Regions from separate parts of the Mus musculus genome. Here region 2 is linked to region 1. A link is a contact called in public HiChIP or PLAC-seq data. All regions are on one chromosome and are shown on one strand. Each heading gives the region's core, a stretch centred on a gene start, on an enhancer-like site or on the middle of the called end of the contact. The rest is flanking DNA. Distances are from core to core; before and after follow the strand shown. Region 1 overlaps Rrbp1 (ribosome binding protein 1). Region 2 overlaps Mgme1 (mitochondrial genome maintenance exonuclease 1).

The links. HiChIP or PLAC-seq counts read pairs in DNA pulled down with a chosen protein or histone mark.
Region 2: an H3K27ac HiChIP or PLAC-seq map of microglia shows a contact between it and region 1, with 7 times the contacts expected there. The contact joins two enhancer-like sites. A contact is called at or near these places in 1 of 39 promoter capture datasets (embryonic stem cells), 13 of 115 datasets of contacts at active chromatin or transcription factors (the NIH/3T3 cell line, bone marrow-derived macrophages, craniofacial prominence and 10 more) and 3 of 9 other capture datasets (adipose tissue, embryonic stem cells and liver).

Annotation. Positions count from the first base shown.
Region 1 is chr2:143,946,042-143,951,075 of GRCm38.p6, forward strand. It overlaps Rrbp1 (ribosome binding protein 1), which reads right to left. Exons shown (of 24, transcript NM_024281.2): 20 at 4,387-4,482; 21 at 3,631-3,714; 22 at 3,229-3,327; 23 at 2,295-2,438; 24 at 1,354-1,888. The coding sequence ends at 1,850. Among named protein-coding and RNA genes, the nearest start is that of Gm33804, 8.5 kb to the left of the region's middle. Within about 2 kb of position 2,205, at least 21 of the 459 cell types and tissues checked have an H3K27ac peak or open chromatin away from gene starts, as enhancers often do. A contact at or near this core is called in microglia, where this site is marked.
Region 2 is chr2:144,276,832-144,281,828 of GRCm38.p6, forward strand. It overlaps Mgme1 (mitochondrial genome maintenance exonuclease 1), which reads left to right. Exons shown (of 5, transcript NM_028984.5): 4 at 2,163-2,295; 5 at 2,650-4,396. The coding sequence ends at 2,811. Among named protein-coding and RNA genes, the nearest start is that of Mgme1, 8.4 kb to the left of the region's middle. Within about 2 kb of position 3,215, at least 47 of the 459 cell types and tissues checked have an H3K27ac peak or open chromatin away from gene starts, as enhancers often do. A contact at or near this core is called in microglia, where this site is marked.

The DNA.
Region 1 (5,034 bases), core at 955-3,454:
GCATCTTGGCACACCGATTCTGAAGCTTGGTAAGGTAACCTTGGTATCTTGCCACCTTTACTCAGTAGTGCCCCACTCCTGTGCCATCAGAGGCCATCGCCCTGGGCATGGGTGCTGTTAACACCCTCCCCCACTCCTGTGCCTAAGACCATCAGAAAACAATGTTTACATAATGATTTATAACTACCAAATTACAGTTATGAAGTAGCAATGAAGGTTGATGGTTTTAGGGGTACCACAGCATGAACTGTCTATAGGAAGAGTGAGAACTGACTTAAGAGTTCCTGTGATTAAGGCACAGAGCTGGAGCCACACACCATGTATTCCTGTTATTTCTACTCAGTCTCCCAGTAGGAAACCGTGGGGCTTAAGGCTCAAGAGTTTCAGAGGCCCCTCTCCCCCTTGGCCTCTTTGAAGGTTTTGTATTCCTTGCTTAAAAACTGTCTCCTACTGCCATGCCACATGACCTGATATCATCTCAGCCTTTCCTTCTCTTTCCCACCTACCCTTCCTCCGGCACCTTGTTAACACACAGCAGAGCCATGTCTTAGTTCATAGGTGCTTCCCAAGCTGGGGCCAGAGTGCTTGGCCATGTGGTCTCTGGTAGTGTCAAAACCTTGGTTTATGTTCTGTGGTGTGAGGAGACATTTCCCAAGATTCCTGTGACAGCAGGAGTGCCACCTACCACCCCAGGTTGCTCTGTAATGCAGAGCAGTGTGGAAATCTCACCTTCCAGTCCCCCTTACCCCATAGGATGTATAGTGGCATCCAAGGGTCAGATGTCCCTTGCCAAGTTCAGCCAGTCAGATTTGTTAGGATTTAGAGGATAACAGGTTAGGTGGGGGACCTATTGCCTGGTAGAAGTTTAACAAGACTAGATGAAGCCTGGCACAGGAACCAGGAACTGCTCAGGGCCACTTGCTGGTGGCTCACACCCTACTGTGACGACTTTATACATAAACTCCATGTTTTCTCTGTGCAAGCCCATATACCACTTGAACAAGACTCCCCTAGGTCGGGTTATTGGGCCACCAAGAGCTCATAGTTCTGAGGTCACAGGAAGTCTAGAGTGGCTTCTACCTGAGAACAGTTGCCCTGCACCCCCCACCCTCAACCCCCCACCCCCGGCATAGTTATGTATCCAGGTCCCTGCTATGCCTGGGGAACTCTGTAATTTAGGAAATGACTGGGGGGGGGGGGTAGCCAGGAAGCAGGGGACTCCAAGCCTTCAGATTCTGTGCAGGGTCCCAGCCTTCAGAAAACCTCATGTCTCGAGGGACAGCTATTCTTGGCTTTCCTCAGGCTCAGTAGCTAGATGGGAGAGGTCTCGCAGAAGATCAGACAGAACCCCAGTGCCGGGCAACACGTTGGTTTTAATGGCATTGACATCCAGGCAGTCACATGTCAGTTCTGCTTGGCAACTTCCAGGGGTGATGGGCTGCAGCCTTGCTGGGCTGGGCTGAGGCCCTCCAGTCTGCTCAGCAGCCTCTGAGAACTCACCACCTGGCCTGTTGCTTCCCAACCTGGCCCCACTGAGAAATACAGACAATTGCACTGATTGACATAAACCCCGAGAGTCCTGGACTCCCAGCACACCCTGGTCTGTCAGCGTTGAGGAGGGCTTTGGCGTCTGCTCGAGGTGGTCCAGGGCTGCTCCCGGGAATAGTGTTTATCAAGTGTGACAAAGGTTCTCTTACAGACTGGGGTTCCGCAAGCTTTATTCTGTGGTTCTGAGACTTGTCTCCAATGGCTTCACTGGAAGTTGGGCCTGGATAACGCTGTGTTGGTTGGTTTATTTGTAAGGAATGTGTAAGGCATTTTGGTAAGTTGAACAGTTTGCCGAGGAGACTCAGACAGAGGTTCCCTCCTTTGAGCTGCTACCATCCTCCTGCAAACAAAGTAGACATGTAAAGGAACGACCTGGATGGGAGTCAAGGCACCCCCTCCACTTCCCTGTGCCAGGACTGACTCATAAGGCCTCAGAGAAGCTCCAATAAGCACCTTCAGGCTTCGGAGGCCCAGAGGTGACTCCAGGGGCTGGGGGTGCATGCACAGGAACTGGGGTGACCCTATGATGAGAGGAACCTAAGGCCCTGAGTGTAGCTGAGAATGTGGTTTTGCAGGCAAGGGACTCCACACAGGCTGCAGGGTCAGGACAAGCCAGCAGTGCACATGTCAGTTCCTCTTATATATAGTTCTCTATCCCCAGTGTCCTGCTTCCCTGGGGCCCCTAGACAGCAAAGCACTGGAGGCCTGGCGCTCGCCCTGCAGCCCAGCCTGCACTGAGCACTCACTGCTTTTCCCAGTTGTTCTTGTAACTTCTTCACTGTGTCCTTCTCTTTCGTCAGCTGCTCCTGGGTTGTCTTCAACAGCTCCTGAAGTTTGATGGCAGCACGGCCCAGGTCACTTGTTAACCTCTTCTCTTTTTCTAGTCTCTCCTGTGGGCCAGAAGGTTCAAGCAGTCAGCTCTCAGATGATATAACAGGAGGAAGAGCTAGCTCTAATGACTTCATGAATACAGAGAGCTATCTGGTTACTTAGTGCTGTCTGGGAGAAAGCCTTTGTTGTTGACAGTTCTGCCTGTGTTCTGTCAGCTTCTGCTACGCTTGGACAGCTTCCCGGCCTTACTGTCCACCGTGCACTGCCTAGTGTGAAGGCCACTACATGTGTAGCTGAACCAGGACTTCAGGCTTACATTTAAATGACACTAACTTGTAACTGAGATATGACTTAGTTCTTTCTGGCCAAGGGCCTTCCACTAGGTGTGGCAAGGGAAGCCAATACCTGAGCTGTTCCCTCAGGATCAGCCCCTCTCCCAGAACAAGAATGACTGACTGGTGGTTTGAATAAGAATGGCCTCTACAGGCTCATATATTTGAATACTTAATCATCAGAGAGTAGCACTATTTGAGAAGAATTAGGAGGTGTGGTTTATTGGAATAGGTGTATCTCTGGGAGTAGGATATGAGCTTTCAAACCCCATGCAAAGTCTACTTTTTTGACCCATGGATCAGGATGTAGCTCTCAGCTCCTGCTCTAGTACCATGGATATTGCTATAATGAGGAATGGACTTCTGGACCTGTAAGCAGGCCCTCAATTAAATGCTTTCCTTTATCAGAGTTGTCTTGGTCATGGTGTCTCTTCACAGTAATAGACTAGTGACTAAGACAGTGACCAAAGTCTAGAAGACCTTCAAGTCCAAACTGTACCCCAACTCCATCCTCTACCTTCAGCTGTGTAATCTCTTCTTTTCCTGACGACTCCAGGGGGCCAGCAGCACGGAGTTTCTCCAGCTCTTCTTGTATCCGACACGCTGTGCGTTGAGCCTTGTCAGAGAGGGGACACATCTGGGTGAGTTGCCTAGCAGTCAAACCTGACTAAATTCACTGGGTTGGGGGAGGGGGAGGGCCATCCCCAGCCTAAGACAAAAGCTCATATTGATTCACATGGGCAAGAAGCTTGGAGATAACCCACTCGCACCCAGGCCTTCAGGACCTCCCAAAGATGCAGAAACCTACAAGGCTCCTGGGGCAGAGTCAGGTGCCTGGTGGGAAAGTTGGGAAGGACAGAGATGATGCCCAAGCTCTCAAGACGCTTGTAGGAGCTGGGGCCACTAGGCAGAACCTAACCTCCTCAAACTCAGCTGTGAGCTTCTGCCGCCGTGTCTGCTCAGCCTCCAGGGTGGCTTCTGTCCGCTCCAGCTGTGTTTTCAACTGTATGGAGATAACACAAGTTGGACTGGAGAGGCTCGCAGAGGCCCCTCTGGGGCAGACTGTAACTGCAGGCTCCCCCTTCAAGCTATTTCTAGGATTCCCTGGGCCTTTCCCCACCCTAAGTCACTCTCAGCACTCTCATTTCTGGGGAGAGAGTGCCTCAAGACTCAGGAGAGAACCAGAGAAGTCGCAAAAAGGTGCTGGGGAAAACACTAGACTCTAAGCCTTTCACAGGACTCACAGGGCAGGAAAGACCCCAAAGCCATGGGGCAGGACATGGTCTACAATGGGAGCCCAATGATAGGTCCCTGCCTCTTGCCAATTGCTCTTGGTAACTGATCTTTTGGTCAAAACTCTGGAAGACAGATGTCCGGCTAGCAATGCCCCAGTAAAGGGCCACAGCTAAAGACAAATCTCCTCTGTGGCTACCCAAACCCAAGCTACACACAGGTCCAAAAGTCCCTTCCTTGTGTAGTAAGGGCCAAGGGCCCTAGCCACCCGCCCTTAGCTCTACACCCTTCCATTCTGGGTCCTCTCACCCAGATCACACGGGATGAGGAGGTGGCTAGCAGTGGGGACTGAAGTACCTGCACTCAGTTTAATCAGCACATAGGCTGCCCACCCCTGAGCACCATGTGATGTTAGGGGTGAGGACCAGCTTATCACCCTAACCTTCATAGGGTCCTGCTCGGCTGGAGGGACAGCTGGAGACCCAGCCACGTCACCATCCTCTACGTGGCTCCTCATGTCACTCAACTGCTGCCTGACCTGAAACAGGGAGGGGTGGGTTTGTGCAAATACACACCAGTGGAATGCACCCATGCACACACACAAGCACCCATGCACTCGCCAGAGAGATGGGAGGGGGGAGAGGGAGAGAAAGGGAGTGGGGAGAGGGGAGGGGAGGGGGGAGAGGGAAGGGGAGGGGGACCAGGAGGGGGAGAGAGAGACTCCTCAGAGACATAGGAAGAGTAAAGGTCTGCCATCTGTGATCAATATTTATGTTCCCTAGTGCAGGAGGGATACTCCACTCAGCATCTCAAAAGCCTTGAGGCCAACAAGCCCCTTGACTAATGAGAGCCATGTGTATTTTTTGAAGTGAACCTGTGAGGCAACACCCCTCTCCCCCAGGAGCAACCACACAAAACCAGGGAGTCCACATGGAACAGAGGTAACTGACAACATGTCCCATTCCAATTATTCAAGGATGTAGTGTCCTGTTCACAGCCTTTTGGGGGCTTGGACAAAATAGTAAGACCATATTATTGCCTTGTAATTCTCTGGGTCCACCAGACCACTGGGCCTTCCATCTGAAGACCA
Region 2 (4,997 bases), core at 1,965-4,464, 330 kb after region 1:
CCTCCATCTTTTTAAGGTAAAAAGGGGAGAGCAGGGCAGGAGGTAGGAGAGGCATGAGGCATACCGAGGAAAGCCACCTCCTCTGTGCCAATAGGAAAATCAAACTGGTCAGGGGTATGGCTTATCCTCCAGCCTGTCCCAGGCCCCAATGTGGCTCCTGAACGCTCTTCTCTATTTCCTCTTTAACCACTGTTGTGTTCTTCTGGCTTTCTTCTCCCCCTCCCCCATGCTTTTTTTCCTGTTTTCCCAAAGATTGTACAGTGATCTGTTGGCCCTGAACATCAACTCTCTTCCTGGCTTCCAGGCAGTGGCTGATATGATAAGGACTCTGAACCAGCTAAAACTTCCTATCGCTTCTAAGTTGCTGCTGTTACTGTTTTTCCTAGTCATTGCAGATTCCAAGAGTTGCTGTCATCTGCAGATACTCCATTCCAAATACACCATGAGAGCAATACCAGGATACGAGGGAAAGAGTGTGGAATCTGGGTGACGGTTGAACCTCTGCCTACGTAGTAAGGTTTTAGAGACAACAGTCGCACTGTGTAGCTCTGGCTGTCCTGGAACTCACTACATAGACCAGTCTAGCCTAGAATTTCCAGAGATCCACCTGCCTCTGCCTCCCAAGTGCTGGGACTAAAGGCGTGCGCCCACATGCCCAGCTTCTGAACTTAACTTTTATGGATGCCCATGGATCTGACGTCATTTCTGACCCTGACTTTGTTTACTTAGCATACTCTTTTATTAATCCATGTTGTTCCAAGTAACAGAACTGCCCTCTTTGTTTCTAATTATTTATTTATTTATTAGTTGGTTTTTTTTTTTTTTTTTTAATGGGGTCTCACTACGTAGCCTGGACTAGCCTAGAACTCAACATGTGTATCAGGCTAACCTCAAAGTTATGGAGATATGCTAGCTTCTGCCTCTTCGAGTGTCTGGGTTAAAGGCTTGCACCACCAAACCTGGCCCCACATTCTGATCTTCTAAATATGTATAGTTAGTAGGTATAGTATCACACCAGAATGGATCGAGTGAGGAAGTATCTGTCTATATAGGAACTTTTAGGCAAGGGTCCAGGTTTTCTTACTTCTATGTTTGCATATCACAGGTTCCTACTGATTGAACTCAGCTTTTATGGTGAAGTGCCATAACATGTATCAATCTATAATGAGTTCTTTACTACTGATACATTCTGCTTCCAAAAAATTAACCAAAAACATGTGAGGTGTAATATCAGTTGCTGTTAGTGGTTAAAGGAGTCACAAGGAATAAAGAGAATTATTATTTTAACCAAAAATGTGCTTCCTACTCCTCCTGAATAGCTTCCTGTGTAATAGGATTCTCTGTTGCTGAGCCATGCCCAGTCCCATCTATCCTGGCTTTTCTCTGAAGGCAAGAAGTCACTCTGTAGCACAGGCTGGCTTTGAGCTCATGGTTATTCTCCTGCCTCAACATCATAGCTGTTAGAATTATAGGCATGAAGACCACGCCTGTCATGCTTTTCTAATCCTAAGAAGTAAAGCCTGCTTTGGAAAGTAGAGGATAAAAGCAACAGTCTTCGAGGAACCAAAACCAAAGAACTTAACACAGGAATTAACTTAGTAGTTTTTCTGTTTTATAGGATTTTAAATTACATACATGCATAATCTACCTATTTATTTATTTGTTTGTTTGTTTTGTTTTTTTTAGATTTATTTATAGGTTATATGTAAGTACACTGTAGCTGTCTTCAGACACTCCAGAAGAAGGAATCAGATCTCGTTACGGATGGTTGTGAGCCACCATGTGGTTGCTGGGATTTGAACTCCGGACCTTCAGAAGAGCAGTCGGGTGCTCTTACCCACTGAGCCATCTCACCAGCCCCTTGTTTGTTTGTTTATGTGTTTATTTGGAGTGTGTGAGTGTGTGTGTGTGTGTGTGTGTGTGTGTGTGTGTGTGTGTTTGTGTGTGTACATGTACATATGTGTAGGTTCTCACACCACAGTTTGCAAGTCGAGATTGGAGCACAACCTCGGGAGTTTGCTCTCCTACCGTTTGAGTCCCAGGCACTGTGCTTGGGTCTGTGGGCTTGCCAGCAGGGCGCCTTTACCCATTGAGCCATCTTGGTGGCCTGAGTTTTCAGTTTGAACTGCTACTTACAAAGAATTCCTCTGGATTCTCCTTAGGGGCAAGCTGTGTGTGATTGATTGGAAGACATCAGAAAAACCAAAACCTTTAATTCGAAATACATATGACAACCCGCTGCAAGTTGTGGCGTACATGGGTGCCGTAAACCATGATGCCCACTACAGTTTTCAGGTCAGAACATGAGCTCCTGCGTGATAAGCTGGTTGTGGTGGTTTGGGTTTTACTCGTACTTAAAGCACTGCTTACTGCTGTTCAGCGTTCTCTAACTACAGCGCACTCTCCTCCCCTCCTGGGCTACTGCTGCTGTTTGGTTGGTTTGGGTTTTTGCCTTGCTTTGCTGCTTCGTGAGCACGGTCCATTCTTCAGGGTCTGTCGGCCATCTTTGTGCTCTCCTGTGTCCTGGTGCAGTCTTTAACCGGCCCATCTTAGCAGTGGGTTTGGAGATACTCCTATAGCATGCTTAGCACTGGCTAATTTGCCCTGGCACGAGAGGAAGTGCTGAAGCTGCACTGTGTTTCTCTGTAGGTTCAGTGTGGATTAATTGTGGTGGCCTATAAGGATGGGTCCCCTGCGCACCCTCACTTCATGGATGAAGAGCTCTGTTCCAAGTATTGGGCCAAGTGGCTTCTCCGACTAGAAGAATATACAGAAAAGCAAAAGAACCTGAGCGCTCCAGAGCCAGCGTAGAGGCCCGGGATTGCTTGGCGATGCTGCGCGGCGATCTCTGTTTGGGAGATGCACTGCTGTCCACTGAGTTTCTAAAGAGGAATGCGGGGAACTGAGGGCTACATTAACACAAGCTGAAGGTGTGGTGGGTTGGGATGTACCCACCGAGAAGCCAGAGAGTCTGGAGGTCAGCGCCTGACTCACCAGCTGCACGACCTCTGGCTGTTTCTCACCTGAGAGGAGGACACTGGGATTGGCAGCTGCCCAGGGACTTCTGGGCTCCCTTGCAAACCTCTGTGTCCCTGGCAGGATGCCCAGTCTTTGAATTGAGATCAGAAGGCCAAATGAAGCATCATGTGCCACACATGTCCCTAGAGTTCTCAGGGATGGGAGGGGCCCTGCACCCTCAGGGTATACAGAGAGAGAGAGAGTGAGCAAGCAAGCACGTAGGCATCGCCACCACAGTTTCCTAGAAGGTGTTTTATACACTCTGTGTCATTAGGAAAAACTTATTTCAGCCTAAGGAAGCCTGGCTGCCTAGAGAGCTGGGGCAGGCAATACATCATTGGCTAGGTCCTTTTCCTTACCAGAGAAGCCCCAGCAGCAGGAAGCCTGAGTGTGGAAGTCACCGTCGCTAGGGTTTGGGTATCTATTTCTGGTGTCAGCAGGCCATGGACTACAAAAAATACTGTTGTGGAACTTGTTAACAAAGAGGAACAATGGTAAAACTTTTTTTCTGTGTTTGATAAGTAACAACAAAAAAAAAATCATTGGCTGTTCTTGGGAGACGGTTTTCTGTTTTATAAAGTAAATCTAGTAGCATTAAAATTATAAGTTACACAATCACATTTAGTTTTCATTAGTCTTAAAAAAAAATAAAAGATATTTAACTGATTCCTAGTCTTTCAGTGGACCAGAGTTCTGTTCCCAGTACCCATGTCTGGCAGCTCACATTGTCTATGAGGTCAGTTCCGGGGGACCCAGCACCTCTTCTGGCCTTTTGAGGACTCGTGCACAGACATACATCCACATGAATAGTGAGCTTTTTTTTCTGACTTCTCTCATCTTTATTTATTTTCTCACATGTTACACCCTAACCAGTTTCCCATCCCTCCTCTCCTCCCAGTTCCTCCCCCAGCCTCTCACCTCTTCTCTCCCCCTGGTTCACTCCTCCCCAGTTCCCCTTCAGAAAAGGGCAGGCCTCCCGGGGATATCAACCTAACATGTTATATCAAGTTGCAATAAGACTAGGCACCTCCCTCATATGAAGCAAGCCAGTAGGAGGAAAGGGGTCCCAAAAGCAGGCAAAAGAGTCAGAGACAGCCCCTGCTCCCACTGTTAGGGGTCCCACAAGAGGACCAAGTTACCCAGTCCTAACACAGATGCAGGGACTTAGGTCAAACCGGTTCACGCTGCCTGACTGCCGGTTCTGTCTCACTGAGCCCCTATGAGTCCTGCCTGGTTAGTTGATTCTCTGGGCTTTTTTGTGGTGTTCATGACCCCTATGGCTCCTACAATACTCTCTCCTGCCTCTTCTACAGTATTCTCTGAGCAAAAATGAGCTTATTTAAAAGAAAAGGTAATAAAGCATTTTATTTGTTTTTGTTTAAAGGTGTATTTATAGGGTGATTTCATAGACCTGAAAATTGTTTGGACTTTATCATCATTTGTTTATATATTTCCTGCAGTCCTGGGAATCAAACCCTTGGCACATGCGTTGAGTCTAATCATTGCACTTGGACTTTAAGTCTGAAATTTTACCACTGGCCCAGGAGTTTACTGAGCTCTAAAAATGCGCCAAAGAAGGTGTCCTAGGTGAACTCAACCATAGTTACCTGACAAAGTCACCAGGATATAGATATGTCTACAGGGTTCTCTAGCGGAAGTGAGCCAAGAAAATATAAAAAGATTTACTGGGGCTGGAGAGATGGCTCAGAGGTTAAGAGTTCTGGCTGCTCTGCCAGAAGTCCTGAATTCAATTCCCAGCAACCACGTGGTGACTCACAACCATCTGTGTAATGTGATCTGGTGCCCCCTTCCAGCCTCCAGACATAAATGCAGGTAGAATGCTGTGTATATAATAAATCTTTTTTAAAAGAAGATTTACTGGATTGACTTAAACTATAGGGCTGGGTAGTCTAAGAGTGATCAGTGCTGAAGGGCCAGAGAACATGGTAGCTGCTCACTCCAAAAGGCTGAATGCCTGC